Linked DNA regions of Ovis aries: region 2 is linked to region 1. Evidence: chromatin contacts called from public Hi-C data. All regions are on one chromosome and are shown on one strand. The core of a region is the stretch at or near the end of the contact, and the rest is flanking DNA. Distances in the headings are between cores, read along the strand shown. Region 1 holds the start of EPB41L4B (erythrocyte membrane protein band 4.1 like 4B). Region 2 overlaps EPB41L4B (erythrocyte membrane protein band 4.1 like 4B).

Region 1 (6,776 bases), core at 1,900-4,399:
ACTACTGCGGGGACTTCCCCGGTGGTCCAGTGGCTAAGACTCTGCACTCCCAATAGAGGGGAAGCAAGTTCAATCTCTGGTCAGGGAGCTAGATCCCATGTGCCACAATTAAAGATCCTGAGTGCTACAGCTAAGACTCAGCACAGCCAAATAAGCAAATATATATTTTTAAAAAATCACTATTGTGATGAAGACTGAATGAGATCAGTTCTATCAGTGAGTTGACAGTGCCCAGGACAGAGGCGGTACAGGTAAAATGAATGCAATCTGGAGTCCCCGTGGGATTCTGAATGACATGGTACTGTCGGCAGCACTTGGGAGCTGGAGTCAGGAGAGGCGAGTATGAGCCTGGACTCGACTCCAACCTTCATTTTCTCTATTTCTAAAAGGCAAAGGCAATACCCACCCCACTGGCTACTACGACAATGAAATCTGATCCTGCATTCATTCAACAAGCATTTATTGAATGCTGACTATTGGTCAGGGAGCAGGCTAGGTGCTGGGTGGGGTTACCGTGATGAATAAGAAAAAACTCCTGTCTTCATGGAGCTCAGCATTTAGTGGGAGAGAAGGACAGATGATACGTAGAAACGGAATGACAGTTCCTTTGAGAGGGATGGCACTATGACAGTGCCAAGAGGCTTGGAAAAATGTAGTGCACCGAACTAACATGATTTAAGACTGCACTTGTATGAGTCTCCTTATCACTGCTGGAATAAATCACCATCACCTAAGTGGTTTAAAACACAAATGCATTCTCCTACAGTTCTGAAGGTCAGAAGTCAGAGTCAGATTTTACAGGCTGCAGTAAAAACCAAGGCTGTGTTCCTTCTAAAATACATGGGATAATTGTTCCGTGCCTCTTCCAGCTTCCAGCCTCTGCCTCCACTCCTTGACTCCTGGACACATCGAGCTGACTTCTGCTCCCACGGTCACATCTCTTTCTTTGTCCCCGACTCTCCTGTCTCCTTTTTACAAGGGCCTTTGTGATTATATTGGTGCTACCCAGATAACCCAGGATAACCTCCCTACCTCAAATTCCTGAATTTATAAGGAATACCTGTGAAGTCCCTTTTGCCATGTGCAGGAACATATTCAGGAGCAGGTTCCGGGGACTGAGAAGTGAATATCTTCAGAGGACCATTATTCAGTCTCCCAGAGCACTTCTGGGCTATAGAGTAGGAAACGGGCTACCCTTGTAAACCATAAGCAGACTGGGTCCCCTTTGAACACGTTTGCTGACAGTATTCTATTAAGTCTTGGGGGGAGAGGAGCAGAGTGGATATTGGAAGGCTGATTGCAGGTGCACCCTCAGAATACACTGTCACCAGGTAGACCCCTGTGGAGTCATAAGAGAAACATCAGGCCACAGGGGAGGGTACTGGCTGCTGCCATTCAGGAGCTCTGAGACCTCAGGCAAGGATGTTACTTCTCTAAGCCCCAAACTCCACCTAAGTCAATGGGGGATAAACAGAATATCTAGAAAGGTTGGAATGAGGGTAATGAAAATACCATCCATGAAATCACCTAAGACAGTGCCTAATCCTCAGTAAATGTCGATTTTGGAATACCTCCTGAATTCATCCTTCTCTTTCTCTTTCCCCTTTGCTGTGGCCACTGCCTCTGTCCAGGTCTCTCAGAAACCATGCCACATGCCTCAGCCTGGCAGTGGTTAGGAGCAACAGCTTTAAATCCCAGCAAACGAGCCCCTATTTGAAATGAAATCTGGAGCAAGTCTCTTAAGCTCTCTAAGCTTCAATTTCCTCCTCCGTACAATGGGGATAAAACCATTTATGGAACCAGGCTGTCCTGAGGATTTAGTGAGATGATGAATGAGAAGGGCTTAGCACAGTGTCAGGCACACACAGAAGAAAAGCAGTGCTGTTCTCAAGAGGCCTGACCTTCCTTCAACCACACTGGACAACCCACTTCTCCTTGAACCAGTCCTTGAACCTGGGGAGCATTGTATACCTGAGGAGCATTGTTTATAAACATTTCCTCTGCCTCCAATATTCTCCGTGTATCCTCATAGACTACCTCCTAACGTGTCAGTTCTGCTCCGCTCCTCAGTAACTTCTTCAGCCTTCACTCTTATAAGTTGTGGCTATTTATGCGGGCCTCTGTGGATGGCAAAGAGACAGGACTGAGCGACTGAACACACACGCACGCACACACGCACATTTCCTCCATACTGGACACGAGTTCCTTGAGGAAAGGTGTTTTTCTGCGTAGTCCATTGGAAAAGTACACCTCTCCTAGCCTGGCCTCAATTTCCTTATCTGGAATGTGTCCATCGGACTGGAATGGCAGAAAGGGCCCTTTCAGCTCTGAGATTTTAAACTGACAGAATTTAAGTTGTGGGGACCTGGTAGATTACCTAGTCCACCCCACCCCCATCCTTTTCCAGAAAGGGAAACTGAGGGCCTAGCAGGGCCTCCGCTTCCTGCGTTTTTCTCTCGGCCTCCCGGGCATAGCTCCCCTGAGGGCATGCAGCCTGGGTTTACAAACTAGGCAAGGGGAGACCCTCGGGCGTCTTCAGGGCTCGAGGCGCCGGAAACACGTGTGTGCTCACCTACGTGTACACACGTGAGCACACCTACAGCAGCAGGGGGCGCTCGGGCCGGCAGGGGGCAGCACAGACTCGGTTTGCAAATACCCGGCGCAGCCCCGAGGGAGGAGGGCGTGCTGCAGTCCCGGCGGCGGCGGCGGCGGCGGCGGCGGCAGCGGCGGCTGGAGGTGCAGCCTCCCAGGTGGGAGGCGGGGGCTGCGGGCGCAGGAAAAGGCGCCTGGGGAGCGGGTACTCGGCGGGGCCTCCTCGGTCCGGGGCGCGGCGAGTGGGAGCGAGCGCGCCAGGAGCACGCAGGCGCCCTGCTCCGGCTGGCCCTCGGCCGGCTCGCGGCGCGGGAGCAGCCGGCAGCCCGCCCCCGCGCCCCCCGCAGCCCCCCGGGCCGCCCGCGGCCGGCCGTCGGCAGCGGCTCCTCGGCCGTGAGCGCAGGCCGCCGGCCCGGCAGAGCGCGTGGCGGCGGAGGCGGCGGCGGGACGGCTGCCGGGCCGCCCCGAGCGCGCCCTCCCGCCCGCGGCCACTCGCAGTCGGCGCTGGCCCGGCCGGCGCGCCCCGCAGGCACCCGGAGCGCGGCCTCGGCCTCGGCGGGAGCGAGCCCCGGGCCGCAGCCGGCGGGAGGAGGCGCGGGCGGGCGCTGGCACTGACGGCGTCGCGGGGCACTCCCGGGCGGCGGCGCAGCGGCAGCGGCGCAGGGGGCGGAGGCAGGGGACGCCCCCAGCCAGGATGCTGCGGTTTCTGCGCCGGACCTTTGGCCGCCGCTCCATGCAGCGCTACGCGCGGGGCGCGGCAGGGCGCGGGGCCGCCGGGCTGGGGGACGAGCGCGACGGGGGCCCGCGGGGGGGCCCGGCCGCCGCTGTCTCCACGCTGCCCGCCGCGCCCGGGGGCAGCGTGTTCCCGGCCGGCGGCGGGCCCCTGCTCACGGGCGGCGCGGCCGTGCACATCTCTGCCGCCGGAGCCTCCAAGGCCACCCTCTACTGCCGCGTCTTCCTGCTCGACGGTACCGAAGTGAGCGTGGACCTGCCGGTGAGTGACGGAGCCGGTCCGGGCCACTGGCACCCCGGGGCCCGTGGGGCAGTTCCCTTCCCCCGATGCTCCCCTCTGGGGCGCTCCCCTTGTACCTCTCCGGGATCCCCTCCCCCTTCTGCGCGCACTCCTAGTCCTGGTTCCCTCTCTGGCCACCCCATTCTGCTCTCTTCCGGGGGGCCCCATCCCTGGCCCGCGCCCCCTCAAGTCCCAAGTCCCCGCCCCTTGGCGCGGGTGACTGTTGTTCCCCTGAGGTCTTTGAGGTTCCTGCAGCGGCCTTCTTGGAGCTGGGCTGTCGTTTAGAGAATGTCAAAACAAGGCGGGGCTGCCCCGGGGTAGCCCGTTTGCCCCCACAGACTCGCCACCAGGCCGTGGTGGCAAGGCAGGGGAGGAGAAGCCCGCTCGCCTCCTGGCCGGCAGGTGCCCCAAGTTTGGGAGGGAGTCAGGGGAGTATTTCTGCTCTTTCCAGTCCCCATCTGGGCGCTCCCCACCCCTTCATCCCATCCTAAACAGCCCCTCTGGCCCGCTGCCTCACAGGGGGTTGGGCGACTTGGGAGCTAACTCGAGAATCGACTCTCGCTGATCGGGTCAACTTTGCAGCGGCAGAGCTCCTTTCTGGGCCGCTGGGAGTCGGACCCCGGGTGCCCCCGGGCCTGGGGCGCCGGACTTTCCCCGGGGTCTGTGCAGGGAGCCGCGGAGGCACCCCAGGGCGGCTGCGCCGCGGCCTCAGCCCGGGCCACCCGCCCACAGGTGGTTGCACCCCGCCCCCTGCAGCGGAGAGCTCGGCTGGCGCTGCTGTCCCCGCCAGGGCGTCCGGCCACCAGCGGGTCTTTCTAGCCCAAGGGGCCAGATCTGATCAGATCGAATCCGCACATTAATGGGGCGCCTACTGTGCACCCGGCGCTGCGGCAGACGTTGCCTTTGGGATTCTTTGGGTGTGACTGAGGACACAGAAATGATAGAGCTTTAGATGAATGTTACAGATCGTCCCGAGGGTTTCAAGCGGGGCGGGCGGAATAACATACCCGGACTTCTAAAGAAAGCATTCAGACCTTCTCGGGTTGGGGAAATTGGACGTCAGGAAAGAACTGGCTGGGAACCTGTAAGGGTTTTAGATGGGAAAATCAGAGCCTGCCTGGCCTGCGGTTTAATGTTTCCTTGTGTTAGGTTTAATTTTGAGACAGTTTCAGTTTATGGCGATTTTATTTTTGTGGTTCCTGGTGCTCTCCATAGGATATCATTTTGTTACGATAATACCCTTCGGGGGCCTTTTTATTCATGGAAAAGGAGCCAACATTCCAGTGCTCAGAGCAGTTGTCTTTAAAATAGTATTAAAATGTTACTGTTTTTCCAAGACTGGGCTCTCCAGCTTTTTATTCTGCTGGGAGAGGAGGCTTGAAAAAGGGGAGAGGGGCGGGCCCAGCCGAGTGGAGGAGAGGTGAGTGGGTTGCTTCTGGAGCGGGCAGCTGGTGTGTGGAGAGGATGTGGCGCGTTCTGCATCTCAGATCTGCGAAAGGAATGCTCTGGTTGGGAACTTTGACAACGCTCACTGCTGATGATTTTCTTGTCTGTTCCCCTGAGATGGTTCGTTTATGAAATGTATTGCGTTTGTCAGGTTTCTGCGACAGGCTTAAGTGGTGTCTCTGAGATGAAAAATGCAAACCCAGTAAAAATGCATGCGTGGTGAATAGACCCAAACAGGTACCCAGATGAACAGGTTGGGATGCGAAGGCTGACTTACCTCAGCTGGCGGAGCCCTGGCCCAGCATGGCAGAGGCAGGTTTTGCATCCTAAAGGTTTCTTCGCTTAATTAAAGGCTACTTGACAGAAGAATTCACTAGGTTTTCTTACAATGGCAGATTTGTTTCCTTTTTGTAAAAGAAAATTTATTTATTTATTTATTTTTCGGTTACATTGGGTCTTCCCTGCTGCTTGGGTTTTTACCTAGTTGCAGAGAGAGCCGTAGGGGGCGGGGGCTACTCTTCACTGGCGGTGTGCAGGCTTCTAGCTTCGGTGGCTTCTCTTGTTGGGGAGCACAGGCCCTAGGCACACAGGCTGCAGTAGTTGTGGCATAGCGGTTTAGCTGCTCTGCAGCATGTGGGATCTTCCCAGACCAGGAATCGAACTTGTGTTCCTTGCATTGGCAGGCGGATTCTTATCCACTGTATTCACCAGGGACGTCCAATGGGATGCCTTAAGATGTTATTTAGTGAACTTCCGATTTTATTTATATAGACATGCATATAATGTATATGTGCTGCCTTTAGGCAGGTCCAGAGCAAATGTTGGCTTTGGTCATCTGTGCCCTTGCTTGGGGAGGAAAGATGGAGAAGAATTCACCAGGAAGCACAGCTCATTGACTGAAAGATTTATTCACTGTTAGATCTGCATCACAGTCTCCCACAGTCATCCTCAGAGTTTCAGTGCCAGTACAGCATGGGCTCCAAGCAGCCCGGCCTCCATGAAGCTGTAGCATCTGTGCTTCTTCTCAGCCCCATTTCACCAAGCTCACTTTTTATACTGTCCTTTTTTGGCATTTAGTCCCACTGGTCATGCTTCTCGTCCCTTGCATTCCTGAATTTTTACCGCTTCTTGGGCCCTGGGATGGCTTTGCGGCCTGGTATACCGGATTTACCTTTGACCGCCATCTCCCTAAGCTGGATTTTCTGTCTCCAGTCACTTGCTCAGGCACAAAGCACACTTGCCAGGCTAACTATGGCTCTTTTGTAATTAAAACTCTCTGGTGTTGGTAGCGTCATGCATTCTCTGCTCAGCATACTAACCATGCTTAGGCATTGTCATAAGCCGTTTTATTAGCCCTCGTCAGGAGGCCTGTGTTCCAGAAGTGTTTCAAACACAAGGCCCTCAGTGGGATTGTGCTGGGGCACCTTGGTTTTTCGCTGGGCTGTGGACCCAAAGGTGAATGAGACGTGGCCTTGAAGCCCTTGAGAAACACAGGTGGCAGTGTGTCTTTTTACTGTAAGTGATGCTGAGCTCACAGGCTCACCAGATAGGGTGCTGGGGGATGGATGAATCAGGAGGACTTCCTGGAGACTTTGATGCTTGTGGCTCTAGGATCTCAAATCCAGTGCCCCTTATGCATTTTTAGACTCCCTGTTGTTTCAGGGAGTCAGCCACTTCTTGGCCATGCCACGGCCCCGCTGTTATATATAACAAAGGAAGAAGCAGC
Region 2 (6,776 bases), core at 1,853-4,352, 73 kb after region 1:
AGAAATAACAGCAATATGTGTTTTTTCTTTTCTTTTTTTTTTTGAGAAAACAGTAAGAGAAGAACGTTTTCTCCAACCCTTCCTTCCTCTTGGTTTTCTGAGCTGCCTGTTTTTCTTCACCTTGTCCACTGGCAAGCATCAGGGACGTATGTCCGAACTTGCTGGGTGGTCAGACGCAGCCTTTGGGGGCCTCTCAGGAGGCGGTTGTCCAGGCATTCTAGGCCTAGGGAACACGAGTCCCTGGAGATGCGCCTCCAGGAAAGGATGTGTTCACACGTTTGGGAAACGCTTCATCCTTCATTCTCTTCTTGGATCTTCCAGTGCCCTTTGGGGTGTCAAAAGTACCAAGAAGTCCTTCAAGGAAGACACATGTTGTTGTTGTTGTTGTTGTTTTAATCTAGGGTTTTCCCAAATCATTTGACTATTGGACAGCCCCCCCACCCACCCCCATAAAAACAGCTAGTTTTCTCCACCACTTTCTATTGGTGGTGGGTCCATTACCATTCATGGAGTGGTAGTCTCTAGAACCTGCTTTATAAGGACCGTGCTAGGCCTGCTACCTGCAGAAGGAGCAAAGGTGGGTTTCCATGGCTGGTGGCCTGAACCCTGTGCCTGCCCATCAGCCACGGCCCATGGGTAGCTCTTACTGGCTGCTTGTAGCCTTCTACAACCTGGGTCCAGCTTAACTTTTGTATGTATTATCTTTACTCCTTAGGATACAGCATGGGTTCAGGTCTTAGAGAATCATATCTTTGCCCCATAATTTTTTCCCACTGTTCCTTTACCCACACTCATCTGCTGGGAAACCATCACCTTCAAAGAGCCTTCTCTGAGCCCCTTCATTGGAAATCATGCAGCCCCGCTGCACGTTAAAACCATCTGCTTGGGGCTCACCCTGGGCTGGTTGAATCTGAAACTCTAGGGTGGGTAGGATCTGGTATTGGCAAGCATCAGGGCCTTGAAGGTGACCAGGCAAGGACCCTGAGCTGATGGTGTGCTCCTGGCTTCCTGGGTTGTCATGGGCTGAGAGGCAGCACCCATGTCTGATGACCCCCTAACGTGGGGCCAGTTTTCTTGTCCTGGGCGGGTGTGAATGTCCAAGGGACACTTCTCTCCTGGGTCTTTGTGCCCTGTCACCAGTCTGGTTTTGAATGTCACAAGTAATTAAATATTCCATGATGAGTTCACTTTGGAGCCTTAATCTAATCAGCCTCTTTCTGGATCTTTCATTCCTGTAGGTTAGTTAATTCCTTAGATGGGACTGAGATCCCAGTGTACTTTATCTTCATGAGACCGCCAAATGATGTTTCAGAATTTTATGATACTGTCTTCTGTACATGAAATCTTACTCCTTGTGTGCAGAACCTGGATGTGACTTTCGAGTTGTTGTGAATAAGTGTAAAAAGTGCTTTGTATCTGGTAGTGCAAAGGCCAGGTTTCCCTATTTCCTTGCCTTCTGTCAGTTCTTGGTTCTTTTTAGTTATAGATTTTTTTTTTCCCCCCCTGAGGGACTTTCAGGTGTGAGTGGCTAGAATGTTGTTGATGGGTCACTAGTGCTTAAAGGAGAGAACAAGATAAAAATAAGCAAAGCAAAGCATTCCCAACTTAGTACTGCCTCTGCCCTGGCAGCCTCACAGGTGTGCCCTTTCTCTGCATTCTCTGCTCCGAGTGAACATCAAGGCAGTTGCTCATTGAGATCAAATCCACGAAAACCATTACCTGGATGTTATTCATCTCTTGACATCTTTGGCAAACACTGGCCCTTTCCCCTTGCCAGCCTTACAGGTGCTGTGTTGGGAATAAATTGAGTGGGCAGAGAACATCCTGAGAAGTGGCCCAATAAGCATCTTAGTGCTGAGAAGGGTTTCCAGAAGACGGTGTCATAGCATTGTTGTTACTCTGAGCTCAGCAAGCCGAGCCAAATGCAGACGATGGATTGCTGTGCTCTCAATGAGAGGGCTCTTGGCATTTGGGGAGGGACAGTTCTTCACTGCTTGGGACTGTCCTTAGACTTACAGGAGGTTGAGCTTCCCTCTTCTCTGCCAACAAGTTACAGGTAACCCTCCAGTCGTTATGATAAGCAAAACTGCACATACCTCCTTACAGTTGTTCCCAGGGGGGTATAAGTGCCCTGGTTAAGAGCCATGTGGATTAGCTTTAAAAAATGCTCCTTGACAGCTTTCTATTCAGTTCAGTTCAGTTGCTCAGTCATGTCCGACTCTTTGTGACTGCATGGAGTGCAACACGCCAGGCCTCCCTGTCCATCACCAACTCCCGGAGCTTACTCAAACTCATGTCCATTGAGTCGGTGATGCCATCAAACCATCTCATCCTCTGTCGTCCCCTTCTCTTGCCTTCAGTCTTTCCCAGCATCAGGGTCTTTTCCACTGAGTCAGCCCTTTGCCTCAGGTGGACAGCTTTAGAGGATATATAATTTTCTGAAGGAGAACAAGGAAGGTTTTGGAATATCCTTCCTCCAGGGCTTTATGGATAAGGTGACCACCTCTCTCCAGCATCTGATCTGGTTGTGTTTGAAGACGAGGTGTTAGAAGATCCATTTCTAGTCTAGCTTAGTCTCTCTGGTTGCAGACCCAGTTGGTGGAGCCTCATTTGGAGCCTCGCTGTGTGATCGAATCGCCTGAAACTGCGCAGCTTTGGGCGAGTCATCTATCGCTTCACTGGTCTTCTGCAGCCCCTAAAAGAGAGACATGTGCAGAGATGGTTTCCAGGAGATTCTAAAGCCCTGGTCAGCTTTCAGACTCTGCTACTGAGATTTTCCTCCAGATTCCACTTTCCCATAGGATGTCCTTTGGTGGCTGCAGTCTTGCTGACCAACATCTTTGAAGGAGAGAGGCTGCTGAATACACAGTAGGCCAGGAGGGCATCTCAGGTCCAGAAACCCTGAACGAACAGAATGGCTGAGAATTTTCCATAATAGAAAATGGACTCCTTATTATTAACAAAAGCATCAGGGAGGGAGAAGAAGGGGAAGAAATGATGAAAAGAATAATAGTGGCCAGACTGTAGTGACTTCAATGTCAGGAAAGCCTCATCTGCCCCGTAGAAAGTTTAGGCTTGAGAAGCCCCAGGACTTCTGGCAGTGTCTATGGCTGCTGCCCCCTGCAGGCCAGAAGTGGAGCTGCAGGCAGCCTGCCACCCACCCAAGCCTGCCTTGTCTTGACCCCTGGCCATTTTTGTGAGTCACCTGTCTGGGTCCGTTTTTTTTTTTTTTTTTCTTTTCATGTTAAAATAGGCAAACTACGTCTCTCTCTCTCTGTTTTATCAGGATCTAGATGGTTTGTGGTTTTGTTTGTTTCCGGAAGATGTTTACTTTTGGATCACCTGATGGAAAAGTCCAGTCCTGTTTGCAGCGTGACTATTTACACACAGTTGTCGTCCTTTTCAGCAATGGCAGAAATTGTTTCTAAAGAATAAATTGCCCCCATTCTCCCCTTTCTCTGGCCCCTTCCTTCGGCTCCCTTGGGAGAGATGAATGCTACGTGGCCCTGGGTGCTCTGGGGCACCCTTTCAAGGCAGATGCCTTCCACCTTTCTTCTTAGAGGGCAGTCCCCCAGCCTTTGTCATGGGGGAAACTTGATATCCTGGGAAACTTCCACTCCCCTAGCCAGGCATCAGTGAGGGCCTCTCCATCCACAGCCAGTGAAGACCGTTGAAACCAAAAGGGCAACGAGTAATCCAGTTTGGTATTTTATTTCTAGCCCCAGTATCATCCCAATCTCCACCCCGGCCAACCTCGGTGGCACCCCCACTCTCCAAACGTAAGGTAAGTACCTGAGCTCCCAGCGCTGTCCTTTTCTACTTCTACTGTCTTTTTCCAAGCTCTCCTTTCCTACTCCGTTGTGAATTGAAATTCTGCATTGGAAACCACTGTTAAAAGAGTTATCTTGTCCTGGAAGAGATGAGTAATTTGCAAAGCAAAAGAAGCCAGTAATGGGTCTGGATTTACTAAAGCTTATGCTTGATGAAATAAAATGAACTGGGAGGGGATTTTTTTGGTTTGGTTTTGTTTTAGTCAGTCTAACCTCAGATCTTTGGGGTTTGGTTTTATGTTTTAAATGTTGCTTAGAGTTTAAGTAACATTTTTCTGTCCTGAGAATTCATCTACTAAAAATACGGTTAAAGCTCAGGGATTTTTGTTGTGGGACTTTTTTGAAAGGATTTTTTTTTTTTTCCACCAAGGATGGAGTAGAGGGTTGCTTTCTGTGATGGTGAATTTTTTTCTAAACCTTGGGGTCAGTAAACTTTTCTGTAAAGGTCCAGATGGTCAGTATTTTCAGCTTTGTGATCTCTATCACAACTACTCAACCCTGCTATTGTACTGAATCGCTTGAAAGCAGCCACAAAGGATACAGAAGTGAATGGGCCTGTCTGTGTTCCTGGAAAGCTTATTTATGAAAACAGACAGTGGGGTTTAGGCTGAGGGCCGTGTTTGCCCACCTGTGTCCTAACCGACCGTGGTCCTTCCCAGGTAAACTGGCATCTGCTTTGTTGCATTTATGATTAAGTTTGGGATTTTTTTTTTTAATGCCAGCTTCGTAAAAGCAAACGTTCCTTTTAAGATTTGAATTTTAGATCAGTCTTAATGGGTGTTTATGTGTGAAGCTCTTTCAGAAACATAGTTGGCGAATTCAGTTTGTATAAAGTTATTTCTTAGTGAGATTGCGAGCCTGGCTCCTTGAGAGAGTATGGTGAACGGAGTGATGGGAATACATCCATTCAGAACAAGGCCAAGGAGAGCAGTTAGTGCTTGATCTTTCTTACCCAGTCTGTTGTGGATCCTGTAGGACGACAGTGCGGTTTGATCATAAGCACTTGATGTCCATGGAACATTGAAAAGCAAGTTAGACCAGTGAACTAATACCTCTCAAAGTTTCTGTATTGCAGAGACCATTTCTTTTCCAGACATGAGGCATGGAAGAGATTCATATAAATGCTTTTTAATTTAACTTCATGCTTACAAAACATAACACTCATTTTCGCCTGTTTACCATGTTGGTTTCCTTGCGAGGCAGTCTTCGCTGGGAATGCTAGGAAGGCTGGGCTTTGCAGCTCGCAGGTGGCCCTGATGCCCAGCACCATCTGTGCCACCTGGGAGCTTGACCATGCAGAGTCCCAGCCCCACCCCAGACCTCCAGCATCAGAATCTCTGGGGGTGGGACCCAGCATATGGTATTTTCTCAGACTCTCCATGAAAAGAGAATTATTTGGTCCAGCACTTTTAGAGAAGGCTGAATAAGGCATTCACGGTGTATGTTCCCATGGCAACAGCTCTGAGAATTCCTGTAGAAAAGGAACCTTTTTCACCATCACCTAGCTTTTCCCAGACTGACTAGATCCTTAGACACCCTTGGAGGGATGATGGCCCAGCCACAGGCAGCGCTGTTCTCAACTTGGAAGTTGATAGAGGACCAGAGCATCTGAATTTAAAAAAACACTTGAAAGTAGAAAATGTGTTCGTTTCTTCTGAAAGCCATCTGCATTCATGCACTTCATGGTTTCCCCTGCCCATTTCCTTGCGCTTGTGTTGTTTCGCTCAATTCTCTGATTGTCTTCCATATCCCCCCACTAACTGCTCCCTCTGCAAACAAAACAGGCCATCCTTTCAGGATGACAGGCCGCATTGGAAAGCGTCGGCCAGTGGAGATGACAGCCATTTCGATTATGTCCACGACCAGAACCAGAAGAACTTAGGAGGAAAGCAAAGTATGATGTATCGAGATAAAGTCATGACTGCACTTTGAGAGACTGAAGCGTCTTACTTCCATTCACCATCATAGTTTCATTCCATCCCATGGAAAGTGCCTTGGCATCACATGGACGTGTTTATAGAAATATCTCCGAGGAATAGTTCTGAATGGTGTTTTCAGTGTCCGTGTAAATATTTGCACGTAACCACGATAGGTAGTCATAACTCACTGTGGACTGCATTCTCAATAAAATGAAGGTAGTTAAAGGCTCAGGAATTGTTTTGATATTCTGATTTTAAAATTGGAGTATAAGTCTGTGTTTACTGTATTGCTGTGTACCTTATGTTTCTTTGTTATTTAATGATTGGGACCAAATAAACCCAGGAAAACTTGGGAATATTGCTCTGTAGAGAGAGTATCATGTAGTGCCGCAGTGGGGATTCGGATCACTGGGGCCCAGCTTCCGTCTTGTGTGATCTTGGACAGACCATTTTCCCTCTGTTGGCCTCGTTTTCCCTCCCCTAAAAGAGCAGGTTGGACTAAATGAGCAAAGGTCTTCTCTAGCTCTAAAATTCTGTGATTTAACAACATTTAATATGTTTAGGCTGAGCACATAACATTCAGACTTTCTCTAACAGAGGATTACCTCTTTCAGAAGCTAAGTAAAGTACGTAACATGTTAGAGGTTATATAAATACAGGGAGATTTTGAATTTCCTATCTTAAAGCAGTTTAGCCACTTTGAATTTTAGCAGTTTTATTAATCATAAATCGCATAGCATTTGTCTTTATAGAAGTTACTGCTCAAGTACAAGAATAATTTTTTAATGTCTTAATGATTGGTGCTGCTAACTTGCATGATTTCAGAAGACATAATTAGGAATACACACTGTCAGAATATTCAGAGTTTGAGGGTTGGTTTTTATCCTAGACTTCCTTATTTTAAGAAGCAATCTACAGGAACTTCCCTGGCAGTCCAGCAGTTAAGACGCCACACTTCCATTGCAGGGGGCATGGGTTTGATCCCTGGTTGAGGAACTAAGATCTTGCATGCCTCAAGGCATGGCCA

What was found. Hi-C and Micro-C count contacts between places; a contact is called where the count stands out from the background.
Region 2: a contact with region 1 is called in a Hi-C map of liver, with 4 times the contacts expected there. The contact joins the enhancer-like site here to the promoter of EPB41L4B in region 1. A contact is called at or near these places in 9 of 16 Hi-C or Micro-C datasets (blood, hypothalamus, liver and 4 more).

What each region holds. Positions count from the first base shown.
Region 1 is chr2:14,010,231-14,017,006 of ARS-UI_Ramb_v3.0, forward strand. EPB41L4B (erythrocyte membrane protein band 4.1 like 4B) reads left to right here and starts at 3,150. Exons shown (of 25, transcript XM_060408974.1): 1 at 3,150-3,586. The coding sequence starts at 3,287.
Region 2 is chr2:14,083,424-14,090,199 of ARS-UI_Ramb_v3.0, forward strand. It overlaps EPB41L4B (erythrocyte membrane protein band 4.1 like 4B), which reads left to right. Exons shown (of 25, transcript XM_060408974.1): 15 at 3,720-3,784. Among named protein-coding and RNA genes, the nearest start is that of EPB41L4B, 73 kb to the left of the region's middle. Within about 2 kb of position 3,103, at least 2 of the 54 cell types and tissues checked have an H3K27ac peak or open chromatin away from gene starts, as enhancers often do. A contact at or near this core is called in liver, where this site is marked.